6 separate regions of the Mus musculus genome follow, and regions 1, 2, 3, 4 and 5 are each linked to region 6. Evidence: chromatin contacts called from public ChIA-PET, Hi-C and promoter capture Hi-C data. All regions are on one chromosome and are shown on one strand. The core of a region is the stretch at or near the end of the contact, and the rest is flanking DNA. Distances in the headings are between cores, read along the strand shown. Region 1 holds the start of Dennd6a (DENN/MADD domain containing 6A). Region 2 overlaps Gm52095 (a long non-coding RNA gene). Region 3 holds the start of Arf4 (ADP-ribosylation factor 4). Region 4 holds the start of Arhgef3 (Rho guanine nucleotide exchange factor (GEF) 3). Region 5 holds the start of Ccdc66 (coiled-coil domain containing 66). Region 6 holds the start of Il17rd (interleukin 17 receptor D).

Region 1 (4,356 bases), core at 1,368-3,867, 460 kb before region 6:
AAGAGCAGTTCTTATGCTTAAGAGCCACTGCATGTGTGGGATTGGCTGAGCCAGCACCAGAATATTCACATATAGGATGGAAAGTGTGGAGAAACGACCTTGCTCAAGATCCTTTCAGATTTAAAGGCTCTAATGACAAACTCTACAAAGGTTACCATTTCTTTCTGCTTAACCAAAGATTATATAAGGTAGTATGTCAGCCAGGAGTGGTAGATCATGGCTTTAATCCCAGCAGTCTGGAGGCAGATCTCTGAGTTCAAGGACAGCCTGATCTACAGAGCTTGTTCCAGAACAGCCAGGACTGTACCAAGAAGCCCTGTCTCAAACGAATAAACAACAACAACAACAACAACAAAGATAGTATTGCAAAGAATGGTAATTTGTATCCACAGGCCAAGGGTCCAGCACTGTGGAACAGCTGCTCATTAAAGTTTATTTATCATTAATAATAAAATAGCATATAGTAAAGTGTCTGGATTGGGAACACTTTTCTCTTCTTGACAATAAGTCAGGTTAGCAATTACCTTTCACCAATCCAGAAAATAGTTCCAGGAGCTGTTTGTCTATCATGATAATATATGGAGCTAAAGCTGGATACCAGATTTTTTCATTTCTAGCTCACTGTCCTTTCTAATACTAAACAGTACTGTTTTTTTCTGAACAGTAGGTTTAGAACCTTACTTGAATACAGGTTATGTTTTTCTTTCTGAACTGTACTGGTTCTTTGTCACAGGCAGGTTGTTTTAGGCAAGGACAGTTTCTAATTTAAATGTTGTCCCCAGTTAATTCTATGCTATCCAAACTTTCCAGGTGGGACTAGAGAGATAGGTGGCTCAGCAGTTAAGAACACTTGTTGATCTTGTAGAAGAGTAAGTAAGGTTTGGTTCTCAGCACCATCGTGGAGTTTACAACCATCTTTAACTCCAGAGGATCTGGCACCCTCTTCTGGCCTCTGTGCAAACCAAACTCCACTTCAGTACCCATACATACATACATACATACATACATACATACACATATATGCATACATACATACATATAGGCAAAACACTCATATATATAAAAGAAAAATGATAAATACATCTTTAAGAAAGTCTTCAGCATTCATTACTACTCAAGTTTGAGAATACTTGACCATCAAGAGATGGATCATTTCTTGATGGTCAAGAATTTTTATGTGTTTTAATGTTGTTTGCTTGCATTCATGTCTGTGCACCACACACACTCCTGGTGCTCTTGGTGATGAGAAGAGGACATTAGATCCCCTGGAACTGGAGTTACAAACCACCATGTGGGTGTTGAGAATTGAACCTGGTCCTTTGCAAGAGCAGCAAGCGCTCCTAACCACTGAGCCATCAGTTGGAGCCCCAGCTTTGTTCTATGTAAAATAGAAACAGTAATATCACTGCCTTTTGAGGCCGTGGAAAGGCATGGGAATGGGTTTTGATAAATCCATTGTATGTTATCTATCATCTTTTACACACTTTCCTATTGGGTATTACCACGTTTTCTAATTACTTTTTTTTTTGTTTTGTTTTGTTTTTTGAGACAGGGTTTCTCTGTATAGCCCTGGCTGTCCTGGAACTCACTTTGTAGACCAGGCTGGCCTCGAACTCAGAAATCTGCCTGCTTCTGCCTCCCGAGTGCTGGGATTAAAGACATGTGCCACCACGCCCGGCTCTAATTACTTTTGATGAATAAATCCTAGCAGGTGCTGAAAAAAAAATCCTACTTAGTCGTATCATGCTATGCCAATAATCAATAGCAATTCACCAGGGCAGATGTTTCTTGAGTGCCCAGCCTAGAGCTGTCTTGACTTCTTAACAAAGGTAGCTTGAAACCAGGCCCTTCCTCCAGTGTTCAGATAGCATGGTCCAAAGGTGACTGACCAACCCGAGATTCCAAGAAAGTCTGCATATGCGTAAGAGTTGAGAGAGTCCGCCAGACCAATAAAGATGGGAGCTGCCTTGGTAGGGAGGGTATTCGGAGAGTTAAAGTACACATCTCTATCAGGGGACTGCAGGAGTGAACACAGGCTTGCCTTAGAGTTCTTATACTTGCTGGGCTAGTCACGAAGCCTCTCCGAACTTCAGTTCCCTTATCTGTGAAGACAAATTAGCCAGAGGTGGTGGCCCATGCCACTAAACCCAGAATCTTGGGTAGCTGTGGTAGGAGTACCATGAGCTAGAGGCCAGTTGGGACTATGTAAGGCATAGCTAAAAAAGAAAAGAAAGTCCTACCCAACACTTAACAAACAATAGTGTTCACCATAATGATATGTTTAATAAGAGTTAATAGGTGTATTTGAACTTAGCATATCAACTGTCACAGAGTAAAAGTTTAATTAAACTACTGTTAACCACTATGTTTTAGTAACACTTTAATAATGAACTGGGTCGTTCCAAGAATAATTCATTGCTGTATTGTTGTGGATCTGAGATGACGATTCCTGAGCCACTGTTTGAGTTTAGAGAACTGTAAAACCAGCAGGCCAGTCTGAGCGAGCAGCAGAGATAGCCGCGGCTTGTAGGGAAACCACTGAACCCCCCGCTCCCAGGGTCACGTGCCTCGTGGCCGCGCCCCTATTCCGGGAGTCCGGAGCGGCTGCGGCAGCGGCAGCACTCGGTGCGCGTGCGCGGAGGCCTGCGCGCTCTGCGGCGCGGTCCGCAGCGGAGGCGGCTCAAGCGCCTAGGGGGTGGCGGATGGCTCTGCCGGGCCCGGCGGTCTTTGGGCCCGGTTCCCGCGGGTCGTTGGACGAGGCCGGGGCTGAGGGGCGCGAGGCGGCGGCCCTTGCGGCGGCGGGAGTCGCGCTGGAGGACGAGGAGGAGGACGATGGCCGCCGGGGCCTGCTGCGCTGGGACGGCTTCTCGGCCTGGCTACACTGCGTGTGTGTGGTGGGCTTCGACCTGGAGCTGGGCCAGGCGGTGGAGGTGAGGCCGAGCCGCACCCTGTGTCTCCACCCTTGGGCGGCCGGGTCCTGGCCGCTGCTCATCCGGGCGTGGCTCGCAGCCCCTGCGCGGCTCAGCTGGGCGGTGCTTCTCGACCCTTCGGTGGGAGGATCGTGGGCTGCGGCTAGGGGTGAAAAGTTCTTTGTAGGCCCCTCCTAAATACTTGTTGATGTTCCTCTTTAAAAAAACAAAACAAAAAACCAGCGATAACTGGAGGGTAGTGGCACCCAGAAAAGCCTACAGCAGACAGGATGTTTGCTTGGAACTTTCAAGAAAGGAACAATACCCCCTGACATATGTGAATTACAGTAGCCAAACGTGCACGTCCAATCATGTGGGCTGACTGACTGTATTGTCAATTGCGCTAACTCGTAGATCGGTCCACTGAGTCCAAGTCAAAATGCTTAGCATGCATTCTCTCCCTTTTCTCTGTTCCCCATTTCTCTGTGAAATGTCGTTGGGTTCCCATTCCCTCCAAGTCTCTCCCTAGCATTGCAAACAGAATTCAAGGCCTTCTGAAAACTAGGCAAGCTGTCCCCACACCCCTCTCCCGACCCCTGCTGTTTCTTAATACTGATTCTGTGACAATTCCCAGAAACCTAATGTCAGTGGAAAAATTGTTGGCTTATAAATCTGTTAGATATCATAACATCTTACCTAAAAGACCTTTGAATCTCACTCATTTTTGCCATCACTTTGCATCTTTTTTTTTTGTTGTTGTTTGTTAGCATAAAAGATTTGTCTTATTTATCCAAGTGAAAAGTTACTAGAAAGGCATTAGAAAGGTGTATGTCCCGAAGTTTTTGGTATTTTGTTATTGTTCTTTTGGCATCGGTGAAAGATTCTAATCTTATTCTGATTTGGTTGGTCTGGTTGTTCCAAACGAGAAACTGCTGCATCTTTGTCTTTTGTATCGTTACATAGTTCATTTAAATATTGAGTTTTTATTAAGATCTAGGCACCATACAAGTTAGTGGACATACACATAAAAGGATGTTCTCATTTGCATTTATGAATTGAGACAATAAGGTGGGGATCTAAGAATTAATCTATTTAGTCAATAGGATCAAATTTATTGCCTGATACAGTATTCATTAAACGTTTGTTGATAGAGGGAGTTAGTATGTAAAGTGATTCTGTATTTTATTTGAGACAGGAATAACAATCTCCAAAGATTGAAGACATTTATTTTTAAAGATTTGTTTATTTATATAATGTGTATGAATGTTTTGCCTTCATCTCTGCATGTAAGAGAATTTGTACCTTGTGCTTGTGTAGGCTGGAAAAGGGGGTTAGATCCACTCAGTCTGCAATCCTTCTGGTCATGTAGGTGCTGGGAACTGAACTCACATCCTCTGGAAGAGCAGCAAGTGCTCTTAACAGCTGAGCCATCTCTCCAGCCCCTCAA
Region 2 (4,243 bases), core at 307-2,806, 370 kb after region 6:
TACATTTCTGTTTTCTCAAGCATTCTGCTCTGATTTCTTTTACCATGTATACTTAGTGTACACCATTTATTCACTTGTGTGTACTTAGTGTATGTGTGTGTGAGGCATGCACGTAAGTACACAGGTACTGCCACACTTGAGTGGAGGTCTGAAGACAACCTGAGTATTTAGTTCTCTCCTTTCACTGTATGAGTTTTGAGGACGGAACTCAGGTCATCCGGCTTGGCATTAGCAGCAAGCACCTCTCCCCATTTTAGCCATCTTGCCACCCCTCGCCCCTTCACTCACCTTTATCTATGCCCTATACAAAGCTTAGTCAGAGCTGTGACAGAAAAGAAGCATTGCATCTCACTGCGGACACAAGTGACTGACGGTGAACTTGAAGCTAACAGGGGTAGTGGTGCACACCTGTAACTCCAGCCCTTAAGACGCAGAGACAGGAGGATCTCCTGAAGTTCAAGGTCAGCTTACTCTGTATAGCAAGTTCCAGGCCAGCTGGGACTGCATAGTGTGATCATATCTTGAAACAACAAGGAAAAGGAAGGGCGAAGGGAAGTTTCATTTTTAAGTTACGCTGGAATTTTAGTCTGCTTGTTCACTGAAATGGTTTTATTTCTCTGACAGAGTAGGGCTCTTGTTTTGTCTATAGAAAGACGGGACAGGTTAAAGATCTTAGCAAGCATTTCCAACAGCATGTTAGTCCGGTAAGGTTAATGACGAGTTTTGTCTTTATGTGTCTGCCATATCCTTTAACACACTGTCCACTCCTAGATTTGGCACAGCGTTCACATAGATGGTAAGTCCAGTTTTGTTTTTCTCAAGGGAAAAAATATCAAGTTTTCTGTCTGCAATCCCAGCACCGTAGAGGTTGAAGCAAGAGAATTGTTTTAATTTGATGGCTAGCCTGGGCTAGATAGTACCAGGTCAGTCAGCTACATAGTTAAATATCACACACACACACAAAATGAAAAAGAAAGGAAGGAAGGAGCCGGGCGTGGTGACGCACGCTTTTAATCCCAGCACTCGGGAGGCAGAGGCAGGTGGATTTCTGAGTTCGAGGCCAGCCTGGTCTACAGATCGAGTTCCAGGACAGCCAGGGCTACACAGAGAAACCCTGTCTCGAAAAACAAACAAAAAAAGAAAAAAAGAAAGAAGGAAGGAAGGGAGTGAGGAAGGGGAGGAAGGAAGAAAGGAAGGGAGAAAGTGAAAGAAAAAGAAAACCCGTCTGCTTTGTTCTCTGGTCTCCCTTTGCCCATGCTTCAGAGACATTTTGGACAGTCTCCACATTTTGTTTCTAGAGTGGCATTGGCTTGTTGACTCTAGGCGCTGTATCTTTGCTAGAAGGTTAGTTGTTGGTGCTGACATTTTGAGAGTTAGTACAAGTGGCGGCAGGCTACATGGGCTTCAGTCTGCTCTGAGGCTGTTATAGTACATGCAACTAGATGTAATCCTTGTAGTCAAGACACAATGAAAACAGCCGGGGCTGGCAATCTTGTGCAGAATTAGAGTGTGGTTTCAGTTTCTGGCTTGTGGTCACTGCCACTGACTGCTTTAGTTTCCATTGCCAGAAGTCTCCAGCTGCTAAGAATGCAAACTTCGTGGTTGTTACAGGATGCTACAGCCCATCTCGGTGAGCAGCCTGTTCAACTTTATGTTCTCTATGCACCCATTTTTTTTTTTTTTTTTACTTCCCCAAATCTAGAGCACCACCTGGTTCTAGAGAATGGACATGCAGAATTGGAAGACAGTTCCCCAAACCCAGAGCTGTCTATAGGGATCTTAACGTCATCAGGATCAGAAGCCCCACATGAGCAAGGCCACCTTGAGAAGAGGTCACTACCCCTCAAGTCTGTGTAGGCAGACAGTTTTAACAATGTCACTGCTCCTTACATCACACCTTTTTTCTTCAGGAATGTTGGTGGTTCTCCCAGTCAGCAACAGGCCTACCTAGACAGAGCGGTTTATCAAGGGGTAGCCTAGTTTCCTTTGTTGCTGTGATAAATACCATGACCGAAAGCAACTTGGAGAGGAAAGGGTTTATTTCTACTTACAGTTTCAGGTTACAGTCCCATCAAGGAAAGTCAAGGCAGGAACTGAAACAAACCATGGAAGAATGATCTTTACTGGTCCACTCACTGATTTATGCTCAGCCAGCTTTTTCTTTTTCTTTTTAATGTATCTCCCTGCCAAAGGGAATGGTGCCACCCATAGTGGGCTTGGGTCTCCCTGCCCCCCACTAATTATCAGTGAACACAATTTACCATAAACATGGCCACAGGTCAATCTGATCAAAGCTGTTCTTCAATTAAGGTTCCCTTTTCCCATGTGATTCTACATTGTAAAGTTGTTGCATGAGACCCTGTCATAACATACATACATGGTGGGGGGAATATTTGAGATACAGAATGTGATGGGGAAGGGGACCCAAAAGGGTAACAGTATGAATATGACCAAAGTACATTATATTCATGTATGAATACAAGGGAGCAGGGAAGATATTCCATTGGTAAAGTACCTGTCTTGCAAGCATGGAGACTTAATGTGATCCTCAGAATACACTACACTTGCAAGGTGACATGGCATGATCTTGTAGTTCCAGACTGGGAAGATGGAGGAGATAGGGGGATCCTTGGAGCCCACCTAATTGGTTAATCAGAGACTGTGTCAGGGAAGGTGGAGAGTGTGCCCGGGGATGACACCCAGGGTTGTTCTCTGGCCTCCACTTGCACACACACACACACACACACACACACGTATACACATACACCTGTATTTGAAGAAATGTCACAATGAGGGACAGGGAGAGTTGGCTCGGTCTTAAAGGGCTTGCCGTACAAGCATCAGGACTTGAGTTCAGATCCGCAGCATCCATGGAAAATCCTAGCACTCGGGAGGTGAGCATGTGAGAGCATGTGTCTGTACCTCAGCACCTGGGGAGGGGGTTTGCAAATGAGCGGACCCCAAGGGCTCACTTGCCAGCCAGTCTAGCCGACATGTGGAAGTTTAGACCAAATGAGAGGTCCTGCTTTGAAAGTTCAGGTGGCGAACAGCAGAGGAAGGCAGCCAACCTGATGTCACCCTCTGGACTTCTCATGGGCCAGCACATTGGCATACACACAAAATTCTTGCCACAGAGGAACCCATTGCTTAGTACATGCTAAAAGAAAAAGCAAAGGTGAACCCTTGGGCGGGAGCCTCTTTAGTTTTGATATATGTGTACATACTTTTAGGAGCCTTCTCAATAAAGAGAATCAGGAATTTTGTTGTTGTTGTTGTTGTTCATCGGGTTGCGCTAGGGAGTGTGTGTGTGTGTGTGTGTGTGTGTATTTCCTTTGGAGAAAGGGTCTCACTGTGTTTTCCACACTCATCTCGAACTTGCTGTAGAGAATAGACTGATCTTGAGCTTGGAGCAACTCTCCTGGCTCTGACTACATTACAGCACTATAGTGAGCAGCACACCTAGCCTTCATATATGCACTTTTAAATTGGGTTTTTCTGCATGTATTAACACTGGGATCAAACAGTAGGTGAGTACTCACATCACTGAGCTACATCCTCAACTTCTATTTTTATTTTATTTATTTATTTATTTATTTATTTATTTATTTATTTTGGTTTTTCAAGACAGGATTTCTCTGTATAGTCCTGGCTGTCCTGGAACTCACTCTGTAGACCAGGCTGGCCTTGAACTCAGAAACCCGCTTATCTCTGCCTCCCAAGTGCTGGGATTAAAGGCGTGCGCCACCATGTTGGGTTCAAAGTATGAATGGCTTCAAAACAATTCTGAGATATTTGTTTGCTTCCTGTCGTTGTGGATGAGCAGTTTTTTAAGGTAAAAGAAAATCTTTCAAAAACAGAAGCAAAATACCTTCTGGACCAGATAAAGCTAAGGAAGTCACCATCCAGAGACCTCTAGGGTAAGAAACCTGGTAGAGGGGCTGGAGAGATGGCTCAGTGCTTAAGAGCATGAACTGCTCTTCCAAAGGTCCTGAGTTCGAATCCCAGCAACCACATGATAGTTCACAACCATCTGTAATGGGATCTGATACCCTTTTCTGGTGTGTCTGAAGACAGCTACAGTGTACTCATATACATAAAATTAATTCTTTTTTTTTAAAAAAAACCTGGATCTGAGAATTCTGGGAGACTAAAAAGTATCTACTTGTGTGAGGTTTGCATTGTTATGACAAAATGCCAGAGAGGAACAATTTAAGAAGAAATTTGACTCATGGCTTTCAGTCTT
Region 3 (4,087 bases), core at 675-3,174, 400 kb before region 6:
AAATTCCTGTGCTGTGTCCACATGCTTGCATACAATATACACAGATATACAAATATACAAATATACACAGTGATAAACTGTATTATTGCTGGGTTCTCATAGAGTTCAGGCTTTGATAACCTTGTCTTCCTGATCCTCCACTTTCTATCTGACAAGAGCTGGGATTACAAATGTGCCTTATCACAGATGGCAGAAACGTGTGTTTTGTTTTAGAGTCAGTCTCATGTACTTGAGGCTGGCCCCTGCAGCCTGTACTCTGCAGTGGAGCATATCCTTGGTCTTCTCATCATCCTGTCACCACCTCCCATCTGTGGGGAATGAATAAACTCAAAGCTTTTATGACAAGACTTTCATTAACTGAGCTATATCCCTAAAAATCTATTTTCATATCACCTTACTGTATTTACTATTTGTCCTCCATTCCACTAAAGCTACTTTGGAGATATTTTTATTAGGATACTGTGTATAGTTCTGATTTATTTTAATTCCTCATATTATCCTAGAGTGTGGATATACCATAGTTTATAGGTCATATCCCTGTCATTATTTGCAGTATGCCAAGTTCTCTGTTTCCTTAATGCTTTCAGACAAGAGGAACGGTGGGCTCTTGCCAATAACATTAAATAGGAAGCCTTATTTCTGAACAGAAGACATCACACATTGAACCTAAGAAATAGAGAACTGCTCAAACAAAAAGTACCTTCCTAGAGAAAATACTTAAGAGCTGGTGAACACTAACTAGGAAGGGTAGGATTGTGGGCGCTACTAACGGTAAACTTTAGCAATAGTTATAAGGTGACATTCTTAGATAATTTGCTTCCCCCCTACATCGTATTTTGTAACCAGTAAAACGGTAGTAAATTCTTCATTATTATTCTGGGAATAATAGGAATGAATAGGACAGACAAGGTTCCTGTTTCAGAAACGCAGTCTTTAGTTGACCTCTCAAAAAATTAGTACTCTACTGGGTGTGGTGGTACAAGCCAAGAAACCTGGCCATTCTGGAGGGTGATGTAGGAGGATCACAAATTCGAGAGCAGTTTGTCATCTCAAAAGGAAAACTGTCCACAGTGGTAGAACGCTCTTAGCAAGCTTTGAAATCCTGGGTTCCATCCTCAGTACTGGAAGCGGATGGAAAACCGTCATAGCATTCTGATGATTCTTGGCGTCATGCCTAGGAGTTTTCCACCTTTACTCTGCCAGCAGGTCTGTTTTTAATTCTCTCTGGAGAAGCTAGAATCAGATGCTGCCCTTGTGAAGGCCAGCCACGCTTTAATTACTAATACTTTCACCCAACTGCAAAAATCAGAGACCCCTTTATCCTTAGAGGGATACTTTAGATGTCTATAAGTTTTTTTCAAAAAATGAATAAAATTAAGTCTATGCGAGTAAAGACTTTCCTTTGTTGTGCGGGTTGTCTTTGGATCTCCTATCCCTGCTTGCTGTGAGCAGCGAGCTACTAAGGATATTTCACATGAAATCCGTCTCATCGCATGTCCCTACCCAGCCTGGAAATTTTTTATTAAAACAGGGTCCATCTTCGTTCCTTCATTGTGACAAACTTACTGGTTGCTTGCAAGATTTGATTACATTTGTGGGAGTGGGAAACCACCGAGGCTCCCGTGAAGAAGTCACCCAGAGGTCAGCAAGAACGTCACCACTCAGCCCACAATGCACATCTCGCCTACCCGAACCTTGGACTACTACTATTCATCCGGGCGGAAGCCACTCACCTCGAACCCCATTGGACGAGATGCAGCAAGGACTCATGGGAGCCCGCCTGTCCTTCCGTCTGCCTGTGCCAACCGTCTTCGCTGGGCTCCACGTCCGGTAGTTCGCACGTCGGCGTAGCGGGCTCAGGCCCATTGCGCGCAGGCGCGGTGGCCCGGGCGGCGCCTGCAACGCAGGGGGGTGGGGCAGCGCTGACGCGATTCTGTCCGCGTTGGAGCGGGCGGGCCGCCGCCTGAGTCTCCGCGGCCGCCGTGTGACGTGGCACAGCCGAACACTTAACGCCGCGCCGGAGCCACCGCACCAGACGCCTAGCAGGTCCCGGTCCCGCTACGTCCTGTCCCGCGGCTTCGCCGACACTCCAGCCAGCGAGACAGGTCTTCAGCGTTTTCTCCTCCGCCCACTCGGTTGTGAGCCGGAACCGTGAAGGCCCGAGGGCGCACCAGACCCCCTCCTTTTGACCGTCAAGTGCCACCACCGCTATGGGCCTCACCATCTCCTCTCTCTTCTCGCGCCTGTTCGGCAAGAAGCAGATGCGCATTTTGATGGGTGAGTGAGGGACCGGGGCCGGGGAAGGCCATGTGTCTTCGCCAGCCGGTGGCCCGGCGCCCAGCCTTCTCCGGCTGCGGTGGGGGAGGGCGATCAAGAAGCATCGTTCGGGGAACAATGGGGGCGAGGGGCGAGGGGTTTGTTTCCCACAGAGGCTGAGCCAGAGAGTTGGGCCAGATTTCCTCGCTCCTGGCTTTACGTGCCTTTCTCTTCCTGCTGTAATTGAGAGCCTGGGGAGATTGAGCGGAGATAGATGTAGGGTTAGCTCACACTGGCGGAGCTCATTCTAAAGGTGCCGTTCTCAGGGTGCAATCTTCCTTCCACCTCACTTCCCTGGCGGTGGGCAGCGGTCGAGAGTGAAGCTGGCCTATTCCAGCCTTCCTCCTCCTCCCCCTTTCTTGGTCGTGTACGCCCTGTGCACACAACCATCGGTATGTGGCCCGGGCCAGGAGCCGCCTGGGGCAGGAAGTGACCAGGCCCACTGTGGCGAAGTCACACTTGGTGCTACCCAAGATTCGGAAAAAAAGTCCGGAGACTTCTGAGCTCACTTTGCTTAACTTTGCCTTGCTCTGGATTCGACTTTCTTTTCTCGTGATTATGAAGCCTATTCTGTGAAAATGAAAGTTATCCCATGGCTGTCTTTCAGTTCTAAACCTGTTTGGTTTGCTATCTTTGCTCTTTCATACGAATCTTATCCATTTGGCCTGGATAATAATAAAATCCAAAAGCTTTTAGAGACGAAATCTTTTTTTTTTTTAAACGGATAGTTGTAAAGCACCTCAATTGAGCTACAAAAAAAAAAAAAAATCGTTTGTTTAAAAAGCTGCCTCGCTGTGACAGGTTTTATTGCCCAGCGGAGGCCTTTCGCTTGGGCATTGTAAAGTGGCCTCTCCTTAGTACAGCAGTCTACCTCACAGCTGAGTTGCAAGGACCTGAATGACGCCTTTTAAAAAGCCCCGAGAACACTGAATGTTGACGCTTGTTGAGTGTGAGGAGCAAAGGGTTATTTTGAGCACCCACTCCTATGGAGCGCTTCAGTTTCCGTAGTGCTGCAGAGCGTGGCTGTACAAATTGGCTATTGTTAGTTTGTTCAGCTTCTTTACAATTCATAAAAACAATTGTGCGAGATCCATTCACAAAGCTAAGTGAAAATGTTTTCTTTCATAGTTTTGCAGATACTCTTTATGAAAAGGACAATTATTTTAGGAGGGCAGACTGTTATTTAAGCTTTAATTGGTTAGAAATTGGCAGTATGAAAAAGGCTGAAGTCAAAGGGAGGACTTTGCACTGTGATAAATGGGTTTCTTAGAGATTATCCAGTACAGGATTGTGTTACTGAAAAATAAAGAATTTATTGTCGATGTTACTGTCATTGTCAGAGTCTTGTGATGGCTAAAGGGATGGAGGGAGAAGCGTGAAATGATGGTTTAAGCACTGTACTATGTTTGAGAAACTCTCCTGTCCATCCTGATTGAAAGAGAATGGAAGTAGACAAGCATTTAGCTAGCTGAGATTACGGAAGGGGTGGAAGTCACGGTTTGGGTTTACTCTTTTTATTTAAGTATTTACTCACTCAGGTTTGCTATTCTTTTTGTTTTAAAATGACATCAGGGTCTCTCTATATAGCCCTGGCTGTCCTGGAACTCACTGTGTAGCTCTGTAGACCAGATGGATCTTAAACTCATAGATAGCCACCTCCCTCTGCCTGCCAAGTGCTGGGATTACAGGTGTACACTTGTCATGCTTGTGCCCAATTAAATGGTCTCTGCTGGGCAATAAAACCTGTTACTGAGAAGCAGTTCTTAAACAG
Region 4 (4,350 bases), core at 1,824-4,323, 300 kb after region 6:
GATTCCCCAAATCCCAAATCAGCAAATAACAAAGCAGAGGGGAGGGCCTGAACCTGGAAACAAGGCAGAAACTGCACAGGGTTAAAAAAAATACTTTTAAAAATCGTTGGAATATCCCATAGACCACATACAAAACTTGTACATCCTATTTCAAATTCCTGGCCTAGTATAACACACACACACCATTCATATGTATGTGTGTATCTTTAAGAATTTAAAAACAAGAACCCTGTTTTGGGTGGTCAGACATTCAGTCTATGAGAACTTGGGAAAATCAGACCCAAGGATACTGAGGTCATTTTGTGGCACTATTTAAGTAGTTGTGCTATTTGCAATTCTCTCTTTCTCCTTCCCTCCTTCTCTATTTCCCCAGAGGGACAGTAAAAATTTTGCTGCATGTATGTTATTCACTGATTCTATGGTTCCTAGTATTTTTTAAGAAAGGCAAAATAAGTCTTAAGAGAAAATGAACTATATATGGTAGGCTTCTTATTAATATATGATTTTTGTTTGCTGTACAGTAATTAAATGTGAGCTTCCATTCCCCTTCCTCATTTCACATTCACTGTGTGTGTGTGTGTGTGTGTGTGTGTGTGTGTGTGTGTGTGTTCCCATGTGTGTGGGTGTCAGTGGAGGTCAGAAGAGGCTATGAGATCCTTAGGAGCTGGACTTATAGGTGGCTTCAAGCTACCTGAAGTGGGTGCTGGGAATTGAACTTGAATCCTCTTAAAGAGAAGCAAGTGCTTTTAACTGGTGAGCCAACTCTGCAGTCCTCTTTTCTCTCCATTTATAAGAGCTTATTTATTATTACCATGTGTTTTTGATGTGTCACACTGCCTGGTCAGTCCTAAGAACACTAAAGCACCCCAATACCAGGGCTGTGGGAATCGATTACAGGTAACACCCCATCGAGGGCTGTAAGTGTATTTTCCAACTGGAGAACAAGGCCCAGTGAACTTCACTGGGGATCAAGGCTCATTCCCAAATGCACTGTTGATGCCCAGGGTCTTGTGGTGGAGACTGTGGGTGAGCTTGGAAGAGCAGGGCAGGGTAAAGGAAGAGAGGCTGTGGAGGCCTTGGCTCTGGGACATGTCACTACCTCTGGGCCTGGCTTGGTTGGGCACCCTTGGAAATGGGGTTTCCTCTGCCTAACACTATCTTTGGCCAAGCTTACAGGTGTATGAGCAGTTCTCACATGCCCCTTCTCATTCCATGCCTCTTGCTGCAGCTTTCTTCTTGTTGCATACTTGGGAAGAAAACCGCAGGCGCTTTCTCCAGTCTCAATAGGAACCCACTCACTTCAGAGCCCTGTTTACACATACACTCCTTCTTGACTCCAGAGGCAGTCTGTCTGTCTGTCTGCTATCTAGTCAGGCAAGATAATGAGTGGGTTTAGTGCCAGAGTGTGGATTTGGTACCTGAGGTGGAAGATCTGCAGGTTAAGCAGTTTCCTGCCAGGAAAAGTAGGAACTGCTGGGTCCTGACCTCATCTGGAAGCAGGTCTATATTTCTTCATCACACTGCCTCCTTCACACCCCAGAAGCAAAACCAAGACTCAGTACCTCTCTGTAACAACACCCTCCGTATGCAGACCTTTCACGGGAGGAGAGAAAGATACTATAGCAAAGTTTAAGAAATGTTATTTGGAGGAAATGATAACTTAAAAAAAATGAATCTTTTTTTCCCAGGGTGATGTGAATATATTTTTCTTTTAAGATGTTGAAAATTGTTACTGTAACTGTAAAGCCTCTTTGTCCACTATTACTAACCTTTTCTATCCCAGATGTTTCTCCTCTGCCACCAGGGAGAGTGTAAGCTTGTCTCAGATTCTTCTAGACATTCAATGTTGTTGACCTCCAAGTATATCTTTATAGAGAATATCAAAAAAAAAAAAAAAAAGAAAAGAAAAGAAAAAAGAGAGAAAGAGAGAAAAAAGAAAGAAAGAACAAAAGAAAAGGACAGAAAAGAAAAGAAAAGAAAGAAAAACTCTTTTGTAGCTGTGTTTTGAACACAAACTGTGTACTGCTTTGTTCCGAATTGTTACACATTGGATACTAGGAATCGAACTCACAGCCTCACACTTGATAACTATTCTCCCAAAGCCCGGCATTCCCAGCCTTTTGCAATTATTTTCCAACTGAGGCCAACATAAAGGAACTCTTTCAGTTTCACACCCATAGACCCTTCTCCTCTCTGATCTCTATGGGGTGGTGTTCTATAATTAGAAAAGCTTACTTAAATACTCTTACTAAAGACTGTTACCATTGTTTTTAGGGTTTTGTTTGTTTTGTTTCGTTTTGTTTTTTGTTTGTTGTTGTTGTTGGGGTTTTGTGTGTGTGTGTGTGTGTGTGTGTGTGTGTTTGGTTTTTTTTTATAGGTTGGTCTGGGCTGCAGCAACGATCTTGTAATTACTTCTTGGGCATTTAAAACGTCAGTGTTTCCCCAGAAAAGATCCCCAAAAGCGTGGTCTTCGCTCTAAGCTGGAAACAGACTGAATCAGTCCAGCGTGGGTGTAGGCTGTAGGTGTAGGGGCCTGTGTGGTGGGGGAGGAGAGGGGATGGTTAGAGGGGACTCCGTTCCTTCCGTACTGCGTGGTGGAAAGTATTTGTCTCTCAGCTTTGGAGCTTGGTTTCACGGTGCTTTTTGAACTGCACTTAAAATGGGTGCATTTTACTGTTTGGACTGCTTTTACCTACTAAAGCTTATTTTTAGTAAAATGTATCCAGGACAGCCAGAGATGTAGAGAAACCCTGCACACGCAGGTTTCCTCCCCTAACCCCTCGGAAAGTGAGAGCCTGGCTTGGGACTTGCCCCCTGCTCTATCAGCGTTTGCCTAGGGTCCTGGTTTCCTTGCTACAAGCTATGTAGCGGTCTGGGGTCTGGCAGCTCCACGCAAGCGTCCCCTGAGGTCCCCAAAGTCTGCAGAACCGCCCCAGCCTCAGGAGGCGTCTGTAAGTTCGCACCTGGCGCTCCTTGGAGGGCGGGGTGGGCCTCTCTAGTCCCGCCTACCCGCCCTCCCTCAGTGGGCATGGCTTAAAGCGGCCCCGCCCTTCCCGGTGGAGCTTAGGCGTCAGGTCCACTCTGCAAGAAGCAGCTGTAGGTGTTCGCATCGCCGTCGCCTGCATCGTGGAGCTCGGGCCCTCTTTTACCCGGGATTTTTGTTGTCGCCTGAAATTAGCGGTGACATCTCAAAGGGCAGGCCCGGCAGCCGCCATGGTGGCCAAGGATTACCCCTTCTACCTCACTGTCAAGAGGGCAAACTGCAGCTTGGAGGCGCCCCTGGGCAGCGGGGTGGCCAAGGACGAGGTAGGACGCGCCCTCCACACACCTGCACCTCCGGGCTTCTCTGCCACCTCACCCTGTGTACCGCTCGCTTTCTCTCCGTCTCCCCCACGTGCTGCGCTTCTCCAGATCGCCCCTTCAAGTGTTCCCTCTCACGCCTTCTCTGTGGGTCCTCTATCGCTGCCCTGCTCCCTGAGCTCGGGAACCGCAGATCTTTGATGCTGCTTCTTTCCTTCCGAGCGACTGGCAGACCGAACCCCAGTCTCTGTCTAGAGCCTGCAAAGGCACCTACCTACCCGCTGCCCTGTTAGGAAGGCCCGGGTGTCGAGAGAGAGCCTCGTAAAGCAATGTCTCCCCGTCCCCGGCCGGGGTTAAGAGAGCTAAGTTCTTGGGGACCGGTTCAGACATTTCACCAGACACACTTGGTTTTGTAGCTGTTTGAGAGCAAGGGCGGGACAGGGCACCTTTACTTGTCACAAGTAACCAATAAAGGAGGTTGGGGGAAGGGTGTCGTTCATTTTGGGTCTGAGCTAAATGAGTAATTGAGGCTCTCCTTCATGACTGCTGAAAACGAGCTAAAACGTTGGTGAATGGGAAGCTGACTTGAAATGCTAGAAACAGTTCCCATTCTGGGAACTTGGGCGCGGGGAGAGGGGCAGTGCCCTTGGGTAATCCAGGGAGTCCTCTCAGTTTGGCTTTCTTAGGCTTTCCTCTCCCACCCCCATGTGTCCTGTCTCTGGCAAATTGCTGACTGCCCTTAGAAGTTGGTTAGGTTCAGTTGGGGGAGAAGACGATTCTCATTCTTTTTCAAGGTTTTAGAGAAGACAGTTAATTGTCTTATCAGACTCCAGTTTTGCTGTGGTGGAGTCCGTAGGACCAGCTCATCATGTCGTCTGTCTGTGTCTGTGTCTGTGTGTGTGTGTGTGTGTGTGTGTGTGTGTGTGTGTGTGTGTGTTCGTTCTCCACTTTCCTCTGCCTCACTCTGAGAGACTCGGGGTGGGCAGTGACGCTGGAGGCAGGTGTGTGTCCCGCCTTGTCACAGCACTGTTGATTCCACCTACACAACAC
Region 5 (4,090 bases), core at 1,166-3,665, 470 kb after region 6:
ACGAGATGGCTCAGTGGGTAAGAGCACTGACTGATCTTAAGAAGGTCCTGAGTTCAAATCCCAGCAACCACATGGTGGCTCACAACCACCCGTAATGATATCTGCCGCCCTCTTCTGGTGCGTCTGAAGACAGCTACAGTGTACTTATGTATAATAATAAAACTTTGGGCTGGAGCAAGCAGGGACTGAGCGAGTGGAACTGACCAACCAGAGTGAGCGGGGCTGACTGGAGCGAGCAGAGGTCCTAAAATTCAATTCCCAATAACCACATGAAGGCTCATAACCATCTGTACAGCTACAGTATACTCACATGCATAAAATAAATAAATAAATCTTTAAGAATTATCTGAACTCTACCTGTATTACTTATTAGGCAACAAGGTATGGTAACACCAAAAACATTACACATGAAATATATTTTATGAACCAACATAGACAATAGTGATCACTGTCACAATCTGACTTTACTTGGATAAATATCAATTTGTAGACATTAAAAAGAGGCTTTTTCCAAGTGTCATTTAACTATACAAGCAAAACAAACATCTATTAAACTACCACATAGTCTACATACAAACATTTTCGACGTCCAAAAACACAGCATACCATATGGGGACAGTATTAACTTGGTTTTTCCATCCAGTAATTCAGTTTCAAGCTTTAAACCATCTCTGCAATATAAAAGAAAATTGTTTTGACAAGTTTAATTTAACAACTTTCACTAAATAGCAGCCAGGGATATTTATATGAACCTTGAAAGTAAACCTATACCTTTGAATGTATACAGGAATCACATGACCATCAAAGCAGGGGTTTTGGTTGGTTGTTTCTTTTAATTCACATAGCCCAAGCTGCCCTCAAACTCACTATGTATGTAGACCAGGCTGGTTGACCAGGCTGGCTTTGAATTCCTGATTCACCTGCCTGAACCTCCCTCAAAGTAGTCTTTAAATTTTAAAATATTGTTTTCAAGGCTGGAGAGACAGCTCAGCAGTGAGGAGCACTGTCTATTCTTGGCAAGCAGAACCAACATTGCAGTTAACAAGTGTCTGTAAAGGCCCCTCGGGTCACCAAGGGCACCAGCACAAGTGGCCCACAGACTTACATGCAGGCACGATACCCATTCACATAAAATTAAAATAAGTATTTAAAAAGTATGTGTATATATGTGTTCATACATACACATTTTTTTTAACCTAAGAGGGAAAAAAATACAAAAGACTTTCTTACAACTTTTCAGTGAGGCCAGCATGTGTCATGTTTAACCTGAAACCTGGTTTTTGTTACTGGTAAGAAATAAAGCAACCCAGTTATTGCAGCATCCTTTAACCTGCAGCTCTATACCAAAAGTCCCATGCTGCTACCAGAACTCCTTAGCCAGGTACAAGACATAGATAAGCTATTTATGCGTTTTTTGTTTTGTTTTGTTTTTAACAATTTCATGACTGACAGATTCCAAGGAGGAATAGACGCGACTGAAAGATGGCTAAAATGGTCACCAATGTGACGGCTGCTTAAATACAGAATTCCACACAACTTGGACTATTTCATATACTACACGATTGCTTTAGTGACTCTATTACTATCTTAATAAATAAACAATAAACTTTGGCTAATATGACACTTTACATGTCAAAAGCGCCACCATAAAGAAACGGTAAACACTACCAGCAAAACTTACGTTGTCTATTAAAGTCAACAAAATTCTGATGGGATTCTACACACAGTATTACACAGTCTTACGGGGGTGGGGTGGGAACGGGGTGGGCGTTATGTGTCTATGAACAGTAATGACGACAACGTCAAAGAGAAAATACCAAACCAAGAAATTAAGGGCGAGCAGGTTGACTAGCAACTTTAAACTCAGAGTTGCTTTGGTAGCGAGAATCAAAGTGCCTGCGTTTGTAAAAGGAAACAATCTGGGAGATATAGGTTGTCAGAGGCCACCCCGTTGCAGGACTACAAACAGCTCATGGGTACGTTAGAAGGCAACCTCTTGAATGAATCTGAAGTTGCTAAGTCTCTATACTACCGCCCCGCAAGCTTACGGGGCAGGCTGCCTCATTGATTTCTAAACTCCCAGAAGAGAACCTAACATTCAGCTTCTGGATGCGCGGTTACGTCTAGGTCTGGTGGCTGGTTTTCCTAAAACGATGAACTTCTGAAGATGAAGACCGCACCCCAGACTCGGTCCAGCCCCAGCTGAGGATGCTCCAGCTCAGTACGGGGCAGCCGTAGCTCCCCGAGCATCTCGCCCTCTGGGGCGCCATCTCCCCTCCGGGGCGCTCCAACACCACGGTCCGCGCTGGACCCGGAACCCCGCCCGCCGCCACGCGCCGGCTGAAAGTTACAGCCCAGCGAGTCCCCGCCGGCTTACCCCAGGTTCATGGCCCCGCCGCCCACCCGCAGCTCGCTCAGGTCACTTGTGTACCCAGCTTGCTGCCGCTGCTCAACAAACGCTATGCTGATTGGTTGCCGGGGGCCAGCCGAGCCAATCACAGTGGGACATGCTGGCGGGTCCGTTCGTTGATGCCGGCCTCCCCGGACTCTAGATCCCTCTCCGGGGGCGTCTGCGGTTTCTTCGTGATCACCGCCAACCTTGGGGAGCCGCCTTGGCTCTAATGGAGGTTTCCAAATAGGCAGAAACAACAGATGTAACCATTCTCTTTTATATTTGGAGGAGAGGTTTATTTAGTTGAAGGACTTGTGACGCCTAGGACACAGAGTATATGTCTCTGTCTCTTCGTGCTTCCCACACCTTACAGGCTGAAGTTCTTTAAATACTGCAGCAACAGTCACAGTGTGGACCAAACTCGTATATCCGTCGTTAGCAGTGCTATCTCTGAGGCACGAAGAGGCAAAAGGACTTGCCTGGGTCACTGACCACTTAACAATTATACTACAGATCTTATATCTAATGTGAATATGTGTATAACCCCAGCTGACGCTTTTAGACTCAGCCCAAAATTCCACTTGTTGCTCTTCCAGAGAATCCCAGTACTCACGTCAGGGGGCTAAGCCTCCTGCAGCTATATCAATCCTGGTGTCAGACTGGAGTCGGGGAGGGCGCACCCTCGGCAGCCTGTTTCAGAGTGAGTTCCAAGACACCACCATCCCTACCCCCATCCCCACCCCCACTAATCCCCACATAAAAATAAACAAATGTCACTTCCATAAAGAAGCTGCTGAGGGTAAAGTGTAAGAAGGCAATGTCAGCCGGGCGTGGTGGCGCACACCTCTAATCCCAGCACTCAGGAAGCAGAGGCAGGCAGATTTCTGAGTTCGAGGCCAGCCTGGTCTAAAAGTGAGTTCCAGGACAGCCAGAGCTATACAGAGAAACCCTGTCTCAAAAGAACCAAATAAATAAATTATTATTATTATTAGTAATAATAATAATAATAAAAGAAGGCAATGTCTACCTCCCTCCTCCTAGGATCCCAATAGTAGAGACATTATTAGGGTCACTTCCGGAGCATGCAGGAGGGTTTTCAGGAGTTTGGGCAATCCGAAAGTAAATGTAAAGTCTGCACTTAGCAAGGCTGGCGACAAGCTCAAGCTCACGGCTGGATGTGATAGCTGGGCATCTGCTCCCCTTGAGTTCCCAGAGCCCACGTGTCATTACAGCAGTATTGGATTTGGTTGGCTGAGAGGGATGCTCAGGAGGGAGTCCCACGAACCTCCCTATCCAGTCCTGCTATCAGGGAGTGCTATCTTATGCAGACAGGCCCATTTAAGCATCCTGAAGATGGTGGTAGCTGGGCTTGGAGGATAGTCTAGTCCTATGCAACAGAAATCCTCAAAGACTGGGCAATTCCCCATCATGCCACACACACCGTTGGAATCCTGTACCAAAGTGAGTGTCAGAGAAACAGTTGATGTCTGGTACACTTCTGTAACCACAGCTGCTGCCACTTAGGAGACAGAGGCTGGGGGTCCTCCATAGTGTGAGGCCAGCCTAGGCTATACAGGTGTGGTGGCTATTCCTAGTTGTCAACTTCTGGAATGAACTACAGTTCAGAAATGGAGGGCACACCTGTGATCCAGATCATGAGGCTAGAAGACACGGGTTTCTGACTCAGATCTTGACTTG
Region 6 (3,963 bases), core at 45-2,544:
TCTGGCCTGCAGGTGTTCATGCAGATAGAATGCTCACATAAAACATAAAACAATAAAATAAAATTTAGAGAGAGAGGGAGATAAACGTGTGGGGGTATTTTAAAATCACTGATTATAACAAAAACACTGGGCCTGGATTGATTAGTAAGTTATGGAACACATCAAGGCAGGAGTGCATGTAGATTAAGGAGCCAATAACCTCATGGTTGTCTTAGTTTTTCACCAAAAGCTAGGTCATCCATCCTGACAATATCTCAGTCTGTGGCAGCTCTGAGCCTGGACAGCCTTTGCTAAGGGGACTTTGAATGCCTAGAGTTTAAAGGAGCGTGGGAGAAAAGCTCTGACTTGCAGATTCTTGCAAGGAGCAGTGTGCTTCTTGCATCTACTCAGAGAAAGCTCATCTGGAAGGGCAGTCTTCTGTGGACCTCGTGACCCCACGATGAGGACAGGTGCCTACCCACTGTGGCTGTCTTAGGGTTTTCCATTGCTGTGAAGAGACACCATGGCCAAGGCAACTCTTTTTTTTTTTTTTTTTTTTTGAGACAGGGTTTCTCTGTGTAGCCCTGGCTGTCCTGGAACTCACTCTGTAGACCAGGCTGGCCTCTAACTCAGAAATCCACCTGCCTCTGCCTTCCGAGTGCTGGGATTAAAGGTGCGCACCACCACCGCCCGTCTTGACTCAATCTTTATCTTTTTTTTCATAACTGTCGATTTGTCCATCCAGCAAGGCTATGTGACCTTATGAAAGTCAGTTCGTGGTTGTAGCCTTTATTGATTGCTTCCTACATGTTAACAGAACTCTCCCTGGATGAAGAGTCTTGTTCTTCATTTCGTCTTACTGGGAACAGCACTTTGGAGGAAGCAAATAATTTGTCCTGGGTCCCAGGAGTAAATGTAGAGACAGGATTTCCCTAGAGGCTTTATTATGACATTTCCTTGTCATTTCATTGGTAGGGTGCAAGAAGGAACTTGACATTTGAAAAGCAAGTACTTATTAAATCATTAATTTTAAAATTACTATTATTATATTCTTTGATTCGCCCCAAGTTTTTGCATGGAGAAGTCATTTGGACAAATCCTTTGGATTAAAAAAAAAAAAAAAATCCCTTAGTGCTGAACCTCCTGCTGTGTCAATCTCCGGTGGAAGCCAGAGTCTCCTGTGCATTGGGGCGGGGCCAAGACCGAAGGGCCGGGCTACAGGATCAGAACCAGGACGGAAAGCTGAGATTGAGGGCGGAACCTGGAGGAAAGAGGAGGGGCGAAGCCCGGCAGCGCATGCCCGGTGAGGGCTGCCAGCCTCGGCCGCCGCCGCTACCGCCGCCGCCCACTCGGGACTAGAGAGCGAGCTACAGGCAGCAACCTAGCGGAGACCGGCCCAACTGGGCGAGCGTACGGCCATGGCCCCGTGGCTGCAGCTCTGCTCCTTCTTCTTCACTGTCAACGCCTGTCTCAACGGCTCGCAGCTGGCAGTGGCCGCGGGCGGCTCCGGCCGCGCGAGGGGCGCGGACACCTGTGGCTGGAGGGTAAGGCGAAGGCTTCTCCGGGTTCCAGGTTACCTGGGGGCGCGCCGCGCGCACAGGTGTTCGCGCGCAGGCGAGCGGGGACCGCGGGGATCGCTGGACGCCGGATCCGCGAGCAACGGGGTTCTCAGCTTTTCTAGCCGCTCATCCTGCGTCTGGATCCCCGGGCGCGCGTCTGCAGGTCCCGGACAGGATGAAAGGGGCCGCCGACCCCTGGCTTTGTGTTGTTAATGAGGCGCGGCCGCTGGCTGGGGTCCGACTCCTGAGGGCGGGTGGCTGGGCGGAGAGGCGGGGGCCGTGCGCCCCACCCTTTGTTCCCGGCCCTCTGCCCGGGGGATTGGGATCTTCCGGGCAGTGCGCAGGACCGGTGCACTTCGGAGCCGGTGTGGGGTTCGTGCCCTGGACCTCCAGTCCACAGCTCTGCGAGGGCCCAGGGCAGCCAGGGAAGGGTGTCTGGAGTGCTAGGGAAGGATGCCCCCCCTTTCTCGCAGTTGCTTTGTTTCTTTTAGGCATCGCCGTCACCTAACTTTTACCCAATCGCCGATTCCGAACTTTTTGAGAAACAGCCTTTCGTCTAGCTAATGGTCCCCTACCCTACTCCCTACCCCCACGACCCAGCTTGAGTTGAGGATGTTTTTGTGGTCAAAGGGCAGCGAAAGTTTGCTCCGCCAGGTGTCCCAGACCTGAGACCATGGTGGCTTCCAGACTTTCTTTGGGAACTTGAAAGCCTTCTTCCCAGAGCTGAGTGTTCTTTTGATGCTGTCTAGATAGTGCGGTCCTCTGGTTTGCGGACTTTGAACCTCCCACAGAGACAAGGGTGCTGCGAGTCAGTCCACACACACCTTGAACCCTATTGTGAGAACACAGGCTTTGCACTCCAGCAACCAGGAGCTTGTTTTCCTCACCTAGAAAGAAGGAAGAGGGGGTGGGGGTGGGCGTGTTGTTACTGATTTCCCCAGGGCGCAGGGGATACACTGGGGCAGTTTACTTAGACCGACGGTGACTTACGTTTTTCGATGGAAAAGTCTGTTCAGTCTCAGTACAGACAAGACCCAGGACGCGACACCTCTTAGGGATACTTGGCTCACTTGCTTCTCTCTTAGAGGGAATCCCGGTTCAGAAAACCAGGTATGAGCCAGGCAGCTATGGTTCTTTCACGTTTCGTGAACGCCGTTACTTCTTCCCGTTTAAGTAAAACCTCACCATTTCTTACTGTGTTCCATTGCAGTAAAACATCACTGTTAGTTTTAACACATTCCAGATTTCTTTTACGGTAATCTCAACGTTGACCTATCAGTTTTTAGAAGAGTTCAGATCTGGACTGGTATCGGCTGTTGCTGCCTTCCTGTAATAGCCTAGAGTACATGCCACTTGTAAAGTTATAACACTGGGTCTAAGTGGTCTCTGAAGGAGCCGCAGCGGTGTTTGTGTTCGTTAGGAATGTATCGCTCGATGTGACATCCCCCCCCCCCCTTGATGTGGTTCATCAGGGTTATTGACATTCTTGTCCTCTTGGGACTGTCTACAGCCCTTTCCTTGAGTCCTCGTCCCCTTTCCTGGATGAGCCTGGGAGCTTCTGGGCCTTGTCCCGGATTCCAGGCACTTTCCCGCGGCCTGGCTCCTTCTGTAATTGCCTGCTTGGTACCCACCTGTGAGAGTAGGCCCAGCTTACCCACCTCCTTCACACCCATCTTTTCTGTCCCTCCCTCCCTCCCTCCCTCCCTCCCTCCCTCCCTCCCTCCCTCCCTCCCTCCCTCCCTCCCTCCGTGTTACTTAGCTTCTGATTGCTTTCACACTGCCAGGGTATGCTTGATTCTCTTCTGCCTTGGGAGCTCTCTGCTTGGCTTCACATCCAGCCCACGGGATGCCTCTTTAGGGAAACCCTCCCAGAATGCCGTGCCCTGCGTTTTACACTCAGGTCCCTTTCGCTGGTGCGCACCAGTTTTATGTGTTTTCTTTCCTTGGTGGCCCCAAAGCCAAGAAGCCCAGTAAATCTTGGTGGAGGACATGTAAACTCTGTAATCTTTGTGTAAAATCCTATATTAAATGATTTGAGAAATCAAGAGAGCCGAGGCTAGTGCTGTAATCCCAGCTACTCAGGTGCCTGGGGCAGCAGGATCAACAGTTTTGGGCCTGCCTAGACTAAAGAATGAGTGTCAGGGCTAGCCTGGGCAACTTAGAGAGACTGTCTCAAAAAGAGAAGAACGTAAAACGAGTGTTGGGGGTGTGTGATATAGCTCAGCAGTAGAACGTGCATGAAGTCTGGGTTCAGTCTGGAGGGGGTAGTGGACAGCAGTGGAGATCTCAGCACTGGGCTTCTGAGTGCTGTCTAATCTGCAGTAGGCCTTAGCATAGGCTGCGGCCCCTGAGAGCAGTGGTCCTGGCTACAGCCACCTTTAAATCGTGGGAAAATATCATCTCCTTGCTTTTTATCTTTCTAGTG

What was found. Hi-C and Micro-C count contacts between places; a contact is called where the count stands out from the background. ChIA-PET counts read pairs in DNA pulled down with a chosen protein or histone mark. Capture Hi-C pulls out chosen DNA fragments and counts their contacts.
Region 1: a contact with region 6 is called in a promoter capture Hi-C map of pancreatic islet. The contact joins the promoter of Dennd6a here to the promoter of Il17rd in region 6. A contact is called at or near these places in 4 of 39 promoter capture datasets (the C10 cell line, the HPC-7 cell line, hematopoietic stem and progenitor cells and 1 more), 2 of 115 datasets of contacts at active chromatin or transcription factors (embryonic stem cells and large pre-B cells) and 3 of 9 other capture datasets (adipose tissue, liver and pancreatic islet).
Region 2: an RNA polymerase II ChIA-PET map of memory CD8 T cells shows a contact between it and region 6, with 26 read pairs. The contact joins the enhancer-like site here to the promoter of Il17rd in region 6. A contact is called at or near these places in 13 of 39 promoter capture datasets (the 3T3-L1 cell line, the C10 cell line, the HPC-7 cell line and 8 more), 3 of 15 datasets of contacts at CTCF or cohesin (the NIH/3T3 cell line, embryonic stem cells and pro-B cells), 29 of 484 Hi-C or Micro-C datasets (the AML12 cell line, B cells, CD4 T cells and 21 more), 6 of 115 datasets of contacts at active chromatin or transcription factors (craniofacial prominence, embryonic limb bud, embryonic stem cells and 2 more) and 2 of 9 other capture datasets (adipose tissue and liver).
Region 3: an RNA polymerase II ChIA-PET map of memory CD8 T cells shows a contact between it and region 6, with 54 read pairs. The contact joins the promoter of Arf4 here to the promoter of Il17rd in region 6. A contact is called at or near these places in 12 of 39 promoter capture datasets (the 3T3-L1 cell line, the C10 cell line, the HPC-7 cell line and 7 more), 4 of 484 Hi-C or Micro-C datasets (the HPC-7 cell line, embryonic stem cells and muscle stem cells), 14 of 115 datasets of contacts at active chromatin or transcription factors (the SCID.adh cell line, astrocytes, cardiomyocytes and 11 more) and 2 of 9 other capture datasets (adipose tissue and liver).
Region 4: a contact with region 6 is called in a promoter capture Hi-C map of adipose tissue. The contact joins the promoter of Arhgef3 here to the promoter of Il17rd in region 6. A contact is called at or near these places in 4 of 39 promoter capture datasets (embryonic stem cells, hippocampal neurons, liver and 1 more), 8 of 484 Hi-C or Micro-C datasets (cerebral cortex, embryonic stem cells, granulocyte-monocyte progenitors and 1 more), 6 of 115 datasets of contacts at active chromatin or transcription factors (effector CD8 T cells, embryonic stem cells, large pre-B cells and 3 more) and 2 of 9 other capture datasets (adipose tissue and pancreatic islet).
Region 5: a contact with region 6 is called in a Hi-C map of cardiomyocytes, with 3 times the contacts expected there. The contact joins the promoter of Ccdc66 here to the promoter of Il17rd in region 6. A contact is called at or near these places in 4 of 39 promoter capture datasets (liver, pre-B cells and stem cell-derived epiblast-like cells), 3 of 484 Hi-C or Micro-C datasets (CD4 T cells, cardiomyocytes and uterus), 2 of 115 datasets of contacts at active chromatin or transcription factors (large pre-B cells and memory CD8 T cells) and 2 of 9 other capture datasets (adipose tissue and liver).

Annotation. Positions count from the first base shown.
Region 1 is chr14:26,576,933-26,581,288 of GRCm38.p6, forward strand. It overlaps Dennd6a (DENN/MADD domain containing 6A), which reads left to right and starts at 2,618. Exons shown (of 20, transcript NM_001134465.2): 1 at 2,618-2,930. The coding sequence starts at 2,703.
Region 2 is chr14:27,404,070-27,408,312 of GRCm38.p6, forward strand. Gm52095 (a long non-coding RNA gene) reads right to left here. Exons shown (of 4, transcript XR_003951011.1): 4 at 1,813-2,093. Among named protein-coding and RNA genes, the nearest start is that of Gm34702, 5.9 kb to the left of the region's middle. Within about 2 kb of position 1,557, at least 103 of the 459 cell types and tissues checked have an H3K27ac peak or open chromatin away from gene starts, as enhancers often do. A contact at or near this core is called in B cells, the G1E-ER4 cell line, the HPC-7 cell line and 9 more, where this site is marked.
Region 3 is chr14:26,636,210-26,640,296 of GRCm38.p6, forward strand. Arf4 (ADP-ribosylation factor 4) reads left to right here and starts at 1,925. Exons shown (of 6, transcript NM_007479.4): 1 at 1,925-2,277. The coding sequence starts at 2,211.
Region 4 is chr14:27,332,964-27,337,313 of GRCm38.p6, forward strand. It overlaps Arhgef3 (Rho guanine nucleotide exchange factor (GEF) 3), which reads left to right and starts at 3,074. Exons shown (of 10, transcript NM_001289687.1): 1 at 3,074-3,306. The coding sequence starts at 3,214.
Region 5 is chr14:27,506,045-27,510,134 of GRCm38.p6, forward strand. Ccdc66 (coiled-coil domain containing 66) reads right to left here and starts at 2,416. Exons shown (of 18, transcript NM_177111.3): 1 at 2,378-2,416; 2 at 607-671. The coding sequence starts at 2,388.
Region 6 is chr14:27,037,707-27,041,669 of GRCm38.p6, forward strand. Il17rd (interleukin 17 receptor D) reads left to right here and starts at 1,295. Exons shown (of 13, transcript NM_134437.3): 1 at 1,295-1,523. The coding sequence starts at 1,398.